Regions from separate parts of the Sus scrofa genome. Here region 2 is linked to region 1. Evidence: chromatin contacts called from public HiChIP or PLAC-seq data. All regions are on one chromosome and are shown on one strand. Each heading gives the region's core, a stretch centred on a gene start, on an enhancer-like site or on the middle of the called end of the contact. The rest is flanking DNA. Distances are from core to core; before and after follow the strand shown.

Region 1 (6,300 bases), core at 1,143-3,642:
AACTATATTCACCATGCCATACCTTAGATCCCCAGAATTTATTCATCTTATAGTTAGAAGTTGTTTGTATCCTTTGACATCTACTCATCACCTGACTCCTCAAGCTTCTGGAAACTACCAATCTACTTTCTATTTCTATGAGTTCAACTTTTTTAGATTCTACTTATAAGTGATTTAATACAGTATTTATCTTTCTCTGTCTCATTTATTTCACTTGGAATAATACCTTCAAGATCCACCTATTTTGTTACAAATGGCAAGATATTTGGCTTATGTAATTAAATAATGTATAAATACATGCAGTGTATAAAACATAAATATATATATAATATTTTCTTTAGTCATTCACCTGTCATTGGATAATTTTGTTCCTGTGTCTTAACTATTGTGCATAATGCTTCAGTGAACATGGGAGTGCAGATATCTTTTCCATATATTATTTTAATTTCCTTTGGCTATATATCCAGAAGTGGGATTACTGGGTCACATGGCAGTTCTATATTTAATTTTTTGAGGAACCTCATACTGCTTTCCATAGTGATTGCAACAATTTGCATTCCCACTAACAGTGCATGAGGTTTCCCTTTTCCCCACATCCTCCCCAAAACTTGTCATCATCTTTTTGATAATAGTCATTCTAACAGGTGTGAAACAATATCTCACAAAATGCTTTAATAAGGAAGCATTGTCTTTTCTCCATCATTTGTTTATTTGTTCAATAATTTATTTATATTGGGAGGGATTCATGGCTATTTATTTTGTTATTAGGTTATAATCCTATATTACCTTTAGTTGATTTATTGATAATTTCTTTCCATCTTTGGCTATTTGGGTACTCTTTCAGGCTCCAATGCCATCTTTTTTTTTAGTTTATGAGAATATTTTATTAATATCCATCTCCTCCAGTGGTCTGTCATCTCTGTGAGGGCCCGGCCTGGCTGCTGTGTCACCAATGCCAAGCATTGGACAGGCACAAAACAGAAGTTAGTGAACATGTGGTAATTAACAAAATACAAATAAGTGCAGAACCAGGGCAAAAAACTAGGGGTCCACTGTCCTGTTACAGCTTCACCTTCAGTAGGCCAGATGCGAAAGATCCCTTTCTTGGGACCCACATTCTCAGTGAAATCGCCAACAAACCCACTCCCAGCTTAGGTGGGGAGAAAAGAAGAACTGACCATATCAGTAAATGTTTTGAGTGTTAATGAATCTGCCCTAGAGTGCCCGTCCCCAACTCTCCAGCCTGGGGGCTCAGATCTCAGCTTTATGTTGGGATTAGAGAGTGGGGAGGGAAATAAATGTGAATGGGATGTTCTCTGGTGGCCTAGCAGGTTAAGGACCTGATGTTGTCACCGTTGTGGCTGGGGTCACTGATGTGGCTCAGGTTCTATCTCTGGCCACGGAACTCTTGCATACTGCAGGCCTGGCCAAAAACAAAACAAAACAAAACAAACAAACAAACAAACAAAAAAACAAACAAAAAGAATAGGACTGAAGGGCTAGGGCTGGAAAGGGAAGATGGAGCAGATGAGAAGGAGCAGAAAGGAGTTAAGGCCAGGCCCTGAGCCAAGCGAGAAATCTAAGTCCTTTTAGTATCAGGGAATGACACAGGGAACAAACAAAATTCATGTGGTCTTTATCCACAAAGTGATGTCATACTGCACTCAGTGTTCGCTGGGCAAGTCTGAATTGGGCCCCGAGTTCCTGTTGGGGACCACTCTTGGACTGAAGAGGCTGAAGTCCATCTCATACCTGGAGCTTGGGCAGAAGGTAGTATCTTGGCCTGAAGGGTGGGGAGGACACCTGAGTTGGGTCTGGAGGAATTGCCACCTCGGGCCTGGAGATCTCACTACCATCTTTACATGTTTGCAGACTTTATTTCTGAGCACTTCCTAATGGTCTAGCACCACAAGATGTTTGATGCTCTTCTTGTATTTTTCCTGTCCCAGTCCTTGTATCAACCAGGTCTCCGGGGAGTGCTCACAACTTTTCAACATGTTCTTGTCATTCTGCTTCACCAAGTAGTTTTTCATTGTTGGTTGGCCCTGAGTAGAAAATAAAAGAATGACAGATTAAGGGTTTTCTTTGGTGCTTCCTCAAACTTTTGAGAGAGAAAAAATTTCAGTTAGGCATATATTGAATTTGCAAATGTTTGTAAGAACCCTCTCCATATCGGTGCTGGGCTAGGTATGACGATGTGCCCCTCTCTGAGGGAGTGTTCCCTAGACAGTGTGTTCTGTATTTTGATGCTGCACACTGGTAAAAGAGCTCTTTAAATAAACCAAGTTTTGCTTTGTCATGCATTATGGACTCCATTAACCTAAAATGTCCCTTGACTCCCAGTGTGTTGGGCTGTACTCAGGGGGTGCCTCATGCCTGCTCACAAACAAGGCCAGTGAGTCATTTCAGCCATTCTGAGGAAGCCTCTGTTCCTTGTCCTGTTGCTCCAACTCCCTTCCTTTGTTGTGAGTCAATGAAAAAGTTTTCCCCTTTAAATAACTTTTGGTTAGTGACATAATTCCCTAATTATGTCTGGTTACATTTCTGGAGATGTAAGCATTAAAGAGGAGAAATAATGAGAATCAGGAAAAAAAAAAAAGGAAAGGGTAAGAAAGTAAATGATGTAACTTCTGGATATCCTGAAATTTAAACATGTTTTCTTGAATTTTTTTTTCTCAGCACAAATGAAAAATAAATTATGCCTATTGACTGAGCCAGACCAGAGTCAGAGAGCGAGGGCATCCATTGATGCTGTCTACACAGGCCAGCATTCCTGGTCACAAAGCAGGCTGAAGAGAAGATCTTTAGAGGGAAAGAGCAAACGTCCAGCATATTATAGGATAGGGTCTCAGAAGAAGGAAATGGGAGGGTGATAGATTTCTACATTATGCAGCCTGAAAATTCAAGAATTAAATTTTTGGTCATTAATTTCATATTTACACCATACTTAGTAATGGAGTTCTGTTGTGGCTCAGCAGGTTAAGAACAAGACATGGTGTCCACAGGATTGCAGGTTTTAATCCCTGGCCTCGCTCAGTGGGTTAAGGATCCAGTGTTGCTGTGAGCTGCAGCGTAGGTTGCAGATGTGGCTTGGATCCGGTGTTGCTGTGGCTGTGGTGTAGGCCTGTAGCTGCAGCCCTAATTCGACTACTAGCCCAGGAACTTCCATATGCTGCAACTGTGGCTCTAAAAATTAACACAAGAAAACAAAAAACAAAAAACAAAAACATAGTATCTGAGGCCCTTTTCGTTGGCTCTTTAAGCACAGGCAGTAATCCCACTACCCGATTCACATTTTCACACAGAAGCTTTAATACTTCAATATATTTTCTACTGGCTTAATATTTTAATGTATACCCTCTTTATTTCTAATTTACTGAAGTGATAGGGAATGAGGAACATGTTGTAAGACAAAACAGGGATGTAGTCAGCAAAGTCCAGAAGGTGGAAACTCTGGGGGTCAAGGACTTAGAAATAAGCAGGGGTGAGGGGAAGGATGGAATTCCATATTGTATAGATCAGAGTTTCTCAACTTTGTCACTATTGACACTGTGGGCTATGTAATTTTTTATTTTGGGGTAGGCATTCTTAGCAGCAGTCCTAGTCATTAGAATTCTGAGCCCTTGCCCTTGTGATCATCGATATGTTTCCAGACATTGCCAGCTATTCCCTAGGAGCAAAGCTGCCTACAATTGAGAACCACTGTCATAGATTAAAAAAAAGGAACCTACAGGTTTTTTTTTTTGGGGGGGAAGAAATATGCTAGGGTTTGGGATGGAAATGTAAAACTGGGTTGTGATGATGGTTGTACCACTATAAATATAGTTAAATTCATTGAGTTAAAAAAAGAAGACCTAAATGACACATAAAAATGCATCTTGATTTATATAAACCAAGCATAAAAAATAATTATGAGGGAATTGGAAAAATATCATCGGTACCTGGATATTTGCTAATATTTAGGAATGTTAAATTTGAATTTGTGATAACAGTATTGTGATTATATTTTTAAGGGGACTTTTTAAAAGTGATGTACATTGAGTGATATATATTGAGATATTTATAATTAAAGTGATATATCTTGCATTTATTTAAAAAATATGGTTGAGGTGGGAGGGTGAAAAAAATGGGTCAATGTATAGATGAAATGGGATTTGCCATATCATGGGTCCATGAGGGGGGTCCATCATGCTATGCTTTAATTTTCTGTATGTGCTTGACATTTTCCATAATGAAATGCTTTTAGAATGCTGATAGTATAAAAATGGTATTCAGACATATTCAGGTATCCAGAAGAAATAGCTAAAAGGGGTGAAAGTGGTAGCCTCTGGTGAGGATTATGGTGAGGCCAGGATATTGCTTTATTGTTATAAATCTTTTAGCACTCTCCACTATTAAAGCTATGTGCATCTGATTATTGATGAATAAGAAATAACTTTTAAAAAACCCTAAAATCAAAAAATAAGGAAAACACTGGAAAGGTGCTATTGATTTTGTTATTTTTCTCATGAATAGTTTTATAAAAATTTCTGTGTGTAGAGATCAAGTTAAATGACATCACAAGGAAACAATCAGCTGAATCCAGAATGTGGAACACTGAATGGCACATGACTTCCTCCTGAGGCAGGTCTGCTTACCCTTTTTCTCTTCTTTTTTTTTTTGAACACTTGAAGAGAAATGAAGCCTTCTTCAGAGTTGGATATTTATTTTTACTTCTTGCAGCTTATAGTCAGCAGATGAAGATTATTCCCCCAGGCAGAGTGGCCAGTTGCTTGCCTCTCTCTGACCCAGTGAATGGACCCATGGGGCAAACTAGAGTCTGTTTGCAGTTTAATGATGTTTTAAGTATCGGAAGGGTGAGAAATCTTTTCTTTCCCTCTTTTAAAAAAAATGTCTTCTGGCCCAAGCTGCATTGCCAATTCAGTTTTTATCAGAGCCCTATTTTGGGGGAGAAGGGAACATTTGCCAAGCTATTATGAAGAACTTATATATTATCTCTTATTTTGCTATTAATTATAGTTTGTGTGCTGCCTTGGCAGGGAGCCCAAAATGGACAAAGCTTATGATACCAAAACCCCACCCTGAGCGCTAATCACTTTCATGATTACAAGCAAAATAAATGTCTTTTGACCTACTATTTCTATTCCTTGTCAGATGCATAATGCTTCCTCTTTTGTGGTGACACTTAGGGATAGTCTATCACTCCTAGGAGGCAACACACCATAGTGACTCAAGGCCATTGTAGATGCAGGCCAACAGGATAGTGTACTTTGAAATGTGCTTTGAAGGCTCTTGCATTCTGAAGTCAGTTCACCAAAGTTTACAGGTTACCGTGGTGCTTAAAACCACAACTTTTAAAGTCTACCCTTAGTGTAAATGCAGAGAATCTCCAGAAGCTTTCTGCTAAAGTGCAAATGTGTTACTTTGGAGAAAGAACACATCAACTCTGTGCATCCATACATTGCCTAAGCATGGATAAGTCTGTCAAGTTATTTAAGTTCTAAAGAAGATCCTCAAAGAAGGAATTAAAAAATTGTATTTCCTATGGGGAATCATGAGAGGGTTCAGGGAGACCATGAGAGTAAGGAAAATAGGATGAAAGAAACATGGGCAAATGGTTGGGAAGGCATAGCCTGTGTGGGAAGAATTCTAGTTAGAGAGGGGATTCCACAAGCTCTAAGTGTTGAGAGCAGAATTTTGCATTAGAACTTTCTGCAGTGATGAGAATGTTTATCTGCACTATTCATTATGGTAGTTATTAGTCTTATGTGACAACTGGGCACAGAAGGCTAGTGTCACTGAGGGACTGAATTTTAAATTTTATTTAATTTTAATTAAATAACTTATGTGGCTCATGGTCTTTGTAGTGGATATTGATGTCTAGATGAAGGATATGGGGGATGGAGAAAAAAAATTTCAGAAAGGCAACATTTAGAGAAACTAAAGATACATTTCACTTAATTCACACTTTGTATTATAGTATTACTTTGGTAACAAGTACTTACAAATTACAAGTGATATTATATTTAGCAAATTAACATGTATCATGAAATTTTGTGTAGACTAAATAGATTGACTATAGTTAGCAATATTGATTAGATTTGTTCTTCATGATCTCCTTTTACTCATATGAACACAACCAAATAAAGGAAAGGAAAATGTTGACTCAGAATTGTCAGAAAAGGAATTTTTGGCTTAATATTCAAGAAAGGCTGCAATCCTTTTATCTAACAGGTAATGTTAAACTTTGCTCTTTTTTTCTTTTGAATAATGATTGTTTTTCTTCATTATCAATGCCTA
Region 2 (5,738 bases), core at 1,250-3,749, 220 kb before region 1:
AAAGACCCACACACAGATCAGGGCTTTGCATAACATTCACAAATAAAAGCCAAAATTCCTTCTGGATTCTGGCCAACTCTCAAACTCATACTGCCTTCCCCTTTGAGCTTTCAGCTTCAGCTATTCTGGGAGTTTCCTGATTGCTTCTGGAAAACTCTTACCCTGTGCTCTTTTCAAGGCCTTTTACACTTGCTGCTCCCTCTGCCTTTAGCATTGTTCCCCCAGATAGCCACATGGCTTGTTTCTTTGCTTTCTTAGGTCTTTGTTCACCTGCCATTTTTTCAGAGGCTTTGTGTGACTACTGGATCTACCCCCCTGCCTGCCCCCCACCTCCCCTGACCCCTTAGCTCTCAGTCTTTCTTGAGTATGTTAGAGATATGCTTACTTACTGTTTACCCTGCTGGAAAGTGAGTTCCTTGAGATCAGGGCCTTGGCTGTTGTGAACACTGATGTAAGCCCAGTGCCTGGAATGGTGTCTGATATGTAGTTGGTGCATAATGAATGTCTGTAGAATGGATGGATGAGTGAATGAATATATAAGAACAACACAAAATAATAGTTTTTGTGGAAGAAATTCAGGCAAATGGGTCTGTAAATGTTTCTCGAGACTATTCCCTCATTAAAGAAGATTTTCCTGATAGGAGCAATTGATTTATCTGAACTGAACTTTGTGGAAATTAAAGGAGGGAGGAAAGGAGAAAAGGGACAGTACAGAGGTGGAGAGAGAAAAATGAAGGGTAATGGTGGGAGTGAGTAGTGATGTGGGTATTTGTTCATTCTCCTCAGACAGCAATTTCAATCAAGCCTGAAATAGTCAATGTATTTGGTAGAAATCCATGGAAAGATTGTATGAATAATTTGAAGGATTTCCCTGACCAACAATAAAGATGTGAGAACAGATTTTCAAGGCACTTGGTGAGTGGGTGATGAAGGATTTATTGATGTGCTCAATATTGGAATCAAAAAATTAATCAAAAGCCCTAGAGAAACATTAGAGAACAGATAAGATCACCTACTGAAGATATTCAACTCTGTGGGGGACTTAAGGTGTTTTTTAGGATAATTTGAAGAGTTTCACTTTATGGGCTGAGCTACCTAGCCCTGGAGGAAGACTCCATTGTGAAGAGAAAAGGAAGGAGCAGGATTTGATCTGAGTGTTCACTAAAAATGGCAAGGCTGATAGAGGAAGATATGTCACCATGGAAGTGGTTCTGTGGATCACCTATCTTTCTAGCTGATAAGTTTTTAGGAAGAGCCTTGATTTTTACTAAAACCAAACTCACAGGTATTGTGAAATCCAGGCACTGCTTTCTAGTTTATTGTCCCCTCTCCATTACCCAGAGTAACGAGGCTGGATATGGGCTGTCTATTTCCTTGTTTGTCATGTAGGTGGTGATTCATTAGGATTTTCCCAGTGAGCACTGCACTGATGAAACTTGTTGTCTTGGTGCATGTCAGTGCTCTTGGAAATCATCACGTGGTTTGCCTGTGCTCTTCAGCCTTGGGCTGGCCTCTGTGAGGGTTTTATAGTTTCTGACTCATGTGTCTGTGCCTTCTTCATGTAACCTTGGTGTGGCAGCCCTGAAATGGGAATGCATGTACACAACTGGGAGGTGGTTAAGGTAGGAGGTTGAGATAATGCACCATCACATATAAGGCTTCATCTGCTCTGGGATACCCAAGAATGCTCTTTGAAAATCATCTAATAGTTGAGGTAAAGGTGAATTTGTTTCTGCATTCCTGATATATACTTTAGTCTCCCTCTCCTTTTGCATGACATGGATTGGCTTTGCTGTGTAAGAGCTAGGCTAATACCATCTTAAGGAGCTTCTTGGTGGATTGGTTCACACTGACCTCTGTTCTACCCTGTGAAATCACTGAGGTTTTTATTTGTTTTTTTCAAGAGAAGGATGGGAAATAGACAAGCAGCTGTGACATCACCCATGGCTTGGGAGGCATCTTCCTCAGGACAGGACTATATTGTTGACCTGGGGCTTGCTCTTTCTGCTCGTCATTGTAAGATGTCCTTTTTTTTTTTCTTTTTTTCATTGAATGACTTTCCAAAGTGAAAAGGCACAGCCTTTTGTTAATGTATAAAATTCTGAAGGGTACCCAATAAAGTGAAAATAGTAATGCAGGTTTAGACAGTGAAGATTGTCTCTGTGGAAAAATTATAATCAAATCTTTGATTTCCTCCCTCCATTCTCTAGGTCTGGAAGGAAAATAGTTTTTCCACTTTATCCCCTCTGTTCCAAATTCATTTTTGGTGTGGAGAGTTGTAGATTTTATCATTGTAACACAGAAATGAACTCTTTTGATAGTCATCACCTGAATCAAAATGGGTGATAAAGAAGTTCAGGTCAAGAAATACATCATGCAGCTTAATGATGGAAAAGACTCAGACAGTTTTTAAAACACTGGGATTGAAATTTTATGGCTTCTGAGGATGACTCACTACTTAGCTGTGTCATGAGTTTCGTTTTGAAATGAAATACACTGTGTGGTTTCATCTGAGGCTTCATGTTGATGCAAAAAGGAAATGAGCCCATATTGGGAAGTTAGTTTGAAATACATATAATTAATGATGAAAAAAGTGTCAAACTGTTGTTTGGCCATCCTCTCCACCTCTGGTCTGGCATTACCAGGCTGTTCCACAACTGTAGGATACCTGTCTGTCTTCTCCACTGAGAACTTGTTAAGGGCACAAATTGGATTAAAGCAAACAGAAGGTAGTCTATGAATGGCTTTTGAGTGAACAAGTGAACAGCTCTAAGGGAGTGAAATCTTTAGCTCAGGTCTTCCTGGGTAATTGTCAATGAGACTCTTTAGTGCATCCACACACTTGACTTTAAGCACAGTCCTATCTACAGAGGGTGTTTTACAAGGTTATTTTCACAACAGCACTCTCATTCCCAAACTTGGATGTTCTCTTGAAACCAATAGGGGAGAAGGTGTGGTGAATGTAGAAAATGTAGTAGAAACAAAGCAGATGTGATGAAAAAATGAATAACATTAATTATTTTAAAGTTGATCTTAATTTGTTTAAATTCACTTCCATATATTTTGAAGAGGTACAATGTTCTAGATTTTCTTCCAAGGATACTAGATTCCTGTGGTGAGGAGGGAAGCAGAAAGTAGAGTTATTAGATAATTAGGGAGGATGTTCAAAGAAATTAGAGAAGAAGGAAAAAAATTGTATATAACAAGATATGCAACTGAACTGCAAGGTGGTAGAATTTAGTCTTTAGATGCGTAAGCTTTTAAGTCAGACCAGGACTGAGGCTGGTTCTACCATTATTAGCTTCGAGAATTTAGAGAGGTTCCTTAATACTCAGTTACTTATTTGCAAAATGGAAATAATAATAACAATGCACTATAAGGCTATTATGAGGGTTAAATGATACATTCATGTACATCACACACCCAATATGGGGGTGCCAGATCAATGAATGTGAGCTCTTAGTGATTAAATGTGAGAATGGAAAGGGCTAGGGAAGTAGCTCTGGTAACTAAGTTTATTTTAAATTTTCTGTTGATAATCCATGTAAGACACAAACTTTTGCTAAGAAATGGTATTTGTTACTTGTAGACCAATCAGAATTACCATGTAATTGACAACATTTGAAAATCAACATTGAGGAGTTCCCATCATGGCACAGCGGAAACGAATCCGACTAGGAACCATGAGGTTGTGGGTTCAGTCTCTGGCTTCACTCAGTGGGTTCAGGATCTGGTGTTGCAGTGAGCTGTGGTGTAGGTCACAGATGCAGCTTGGATTTGGCATTGCTGTGGCTCTGCTGTAGGCTGGTGACTACAGCTCCAATTTGACCCCTAGCTTGGGAACCTCCATATGCCTTGGGTGCAGCTCTAAAATGACAAGACCAAAAAAAAAAAAAAAGAAAATCAACATTGAGATTAGTACATACTTTCCCATATTTTACAGAAGTAAATATCTTGAATGCCTTCTCCAAAGAACACAGAGCACAGAGTTAGTTCATTTCTGACAACCAAAAAGGCTATCTTCATTGTCCAAATTCTGACCATACAGTCCAAGGGAGACACCTGTACTTTTTAGAGAATAACAGTTTAGGTTCTGGAAAAGATGGAATAAATGCTTTAGAGAGGAGCTGAAGAAACTGTTGAAGTCTGGTAACTTTTTAAAACCGAATTTCTATCTGCTGATCTATGTAAACACTTCTCTTTCTTTTATTTATTATTATTATTTTTTGCTTTTTAGGGCTGCACCCGTGGCATATGGAAATTCCCAGGCTAGGGGTCAAGTCGGAGCCACAGCTGCCGGCCCATGCCACAGCCACAGCAACAGCAACGCTGGATCCAAGCCGAGTCTGTGAACTGTACCAGAGCTCATGGCAACACCAAATCCTTAACCCACTGAGCAAGACTAGGGATGGATCCCACAACCTCATGGTTCCTAGTCAGATCCTTTTCCACTGCGCCACAACTGGAATTCATCTCTTTCTTTTAGAATATGAACTCCAAACTTGTGGGGAGCCTCTTTTCTTGTGTCTTATTGAGCTATTTGTCTTAAGTCTTAGTGAGAATGTGATCAGTCCACATGAACTCTCAGTATCTCCTAGAGGAAAACCTCTTTTCACCTTCTCTACTTCATCAGAAGGCAGCTTGTTTCTTTCTCTTTCCAAGAATGCTGCTCTTGATAATGTTACTGTTCCCCTCCTCTCTGTTTTGCTCCATCCTTTAGGTACTCTCTTTCTTCCATCTTTAATCTTTTTTTCTTCTGCCCACAAATATGGGGAGGGCTCTCCCCATCCTAAAATAACCCTTCTCTGAGTCTGCTACTTGAGCAGGCTACTGCTTATCTCTCTTCCGTTCACTACCAAACATCTAAAAGAGGACAATTTCTGCTTTCACTTCTTACTCATACATTCACTGTTTAACCCTTTATAATATGGCTTCCACCTCTACTCCTCTATGAAACCACCTCTGGAAGGTTATTATGTATTTCATACGCAACAAACCGAATAACCATTCCTCAGTCCTCATTCTCCTTATCATCTCTGTGGATATTTCCCTTCTGGGAACTTCCCCCTTCTATAGCCTCTATGATACTGTAGTCTGCTTGTTCTTTTATCTTTCTGAGAACTTTTTTCTACCTCCTTCACTAGCTGCTTTTTCTTCCTGCTTCTGTTCCATAATGAAGATGTTCTCTCCACATTCTTTACCTCAGGTAACTCCTTATCCTCTCATGTTGCTTTACCCATGCATGAATCCCTTTGATCTCTTTTCCCGTCATCTCAAAATCTCTCTCCTGATGATTCCCAAACCTAGCAATTTCCAACTCTTAGGATTTCTTACTTAGAAGATCAGCCATGATTTCAAACTCAGTATATGTAAAACTAAGCTTATTAACTTATACTCACTAAACTCCAAACTAAGACTATCTTTATTTTGTTTTTATTAATGACACCATTATTAATGAGTCATCTTTTGAAATTCCTTTCTCTCTTTCTTTCTCTTCCTCTCGTTCTTTCTTTTCCTCTCTTTCTTTCTTTTTTTCTTTCTCTCTCTCTCCTTCTTTCCTTCCTTCCTTCCTTTCTTTCTCTCTTTTTCCTTCCTTCCTTCCTTCCTTTCTTTCTTTCTCTCTTTTTCCTTCCTTCTTTCTTTCTTTCTTTCTTTCTTTCTTTCTTTTTCTTTCTTTCTTTTCTTTCTTTCTTTCTCTTTCTTTCTTTTTCTTTCTTTCTCTCTCTTTCCTTCTTTCT

Evidence for each region. HiChIP or PLAC-seq counts read pairs in DNA pulled down with a chosen protein or histone mark.
Region 2: an H3K27ac HiChIP or PLAC-seq map of alveolar macrophages shows a contact between it and region 1, with 4 times the contacts expected there. The contact joins two enhancer-like sites. A contact is called at or near these places in 1 of 47 Hi-C or Micro-C datasets (embryonic fibroblasts) and 1 of 2 datasets of contacts at active chromatin or transcription factors (alveolar macrophages).

The regions. Positions count from the first base shown.
Region 1 is chr13:156,971,698-156,977,997 of Sscrofa11.1, reverse strand. No RefSeq gene overlaps it. Among named protein-coding and RNA genes, the nearest start is that of ZPLD1, 290 kb to the right of the region's middle. Within about 2 kb of position 2,392, at least 12 of the 83 cell types and tissues checked have an H3K27ac peak or open chromatin away from gene starts, as enhancers often do. A contact at or near this core is called in alveolar macrophages, where this site is marked.
Region 2 is chr13:157,189,547-157,195,284 of Sscrofa11.1, reverse strand. No RefSeq gene overlaps it. Among named protein-coding and RNA genes, the nearest start is that of NFKBIZ, 80 kb to the left of the region's middle. Within about 2 kb of position 2,499, at least 18 of the 83 cell types and tissues checked have an H3K27ac peak or open chromatin away from gene starts, as enhancers often do. A contact at or near this core is called in alveolar macrophages, where this site is marked.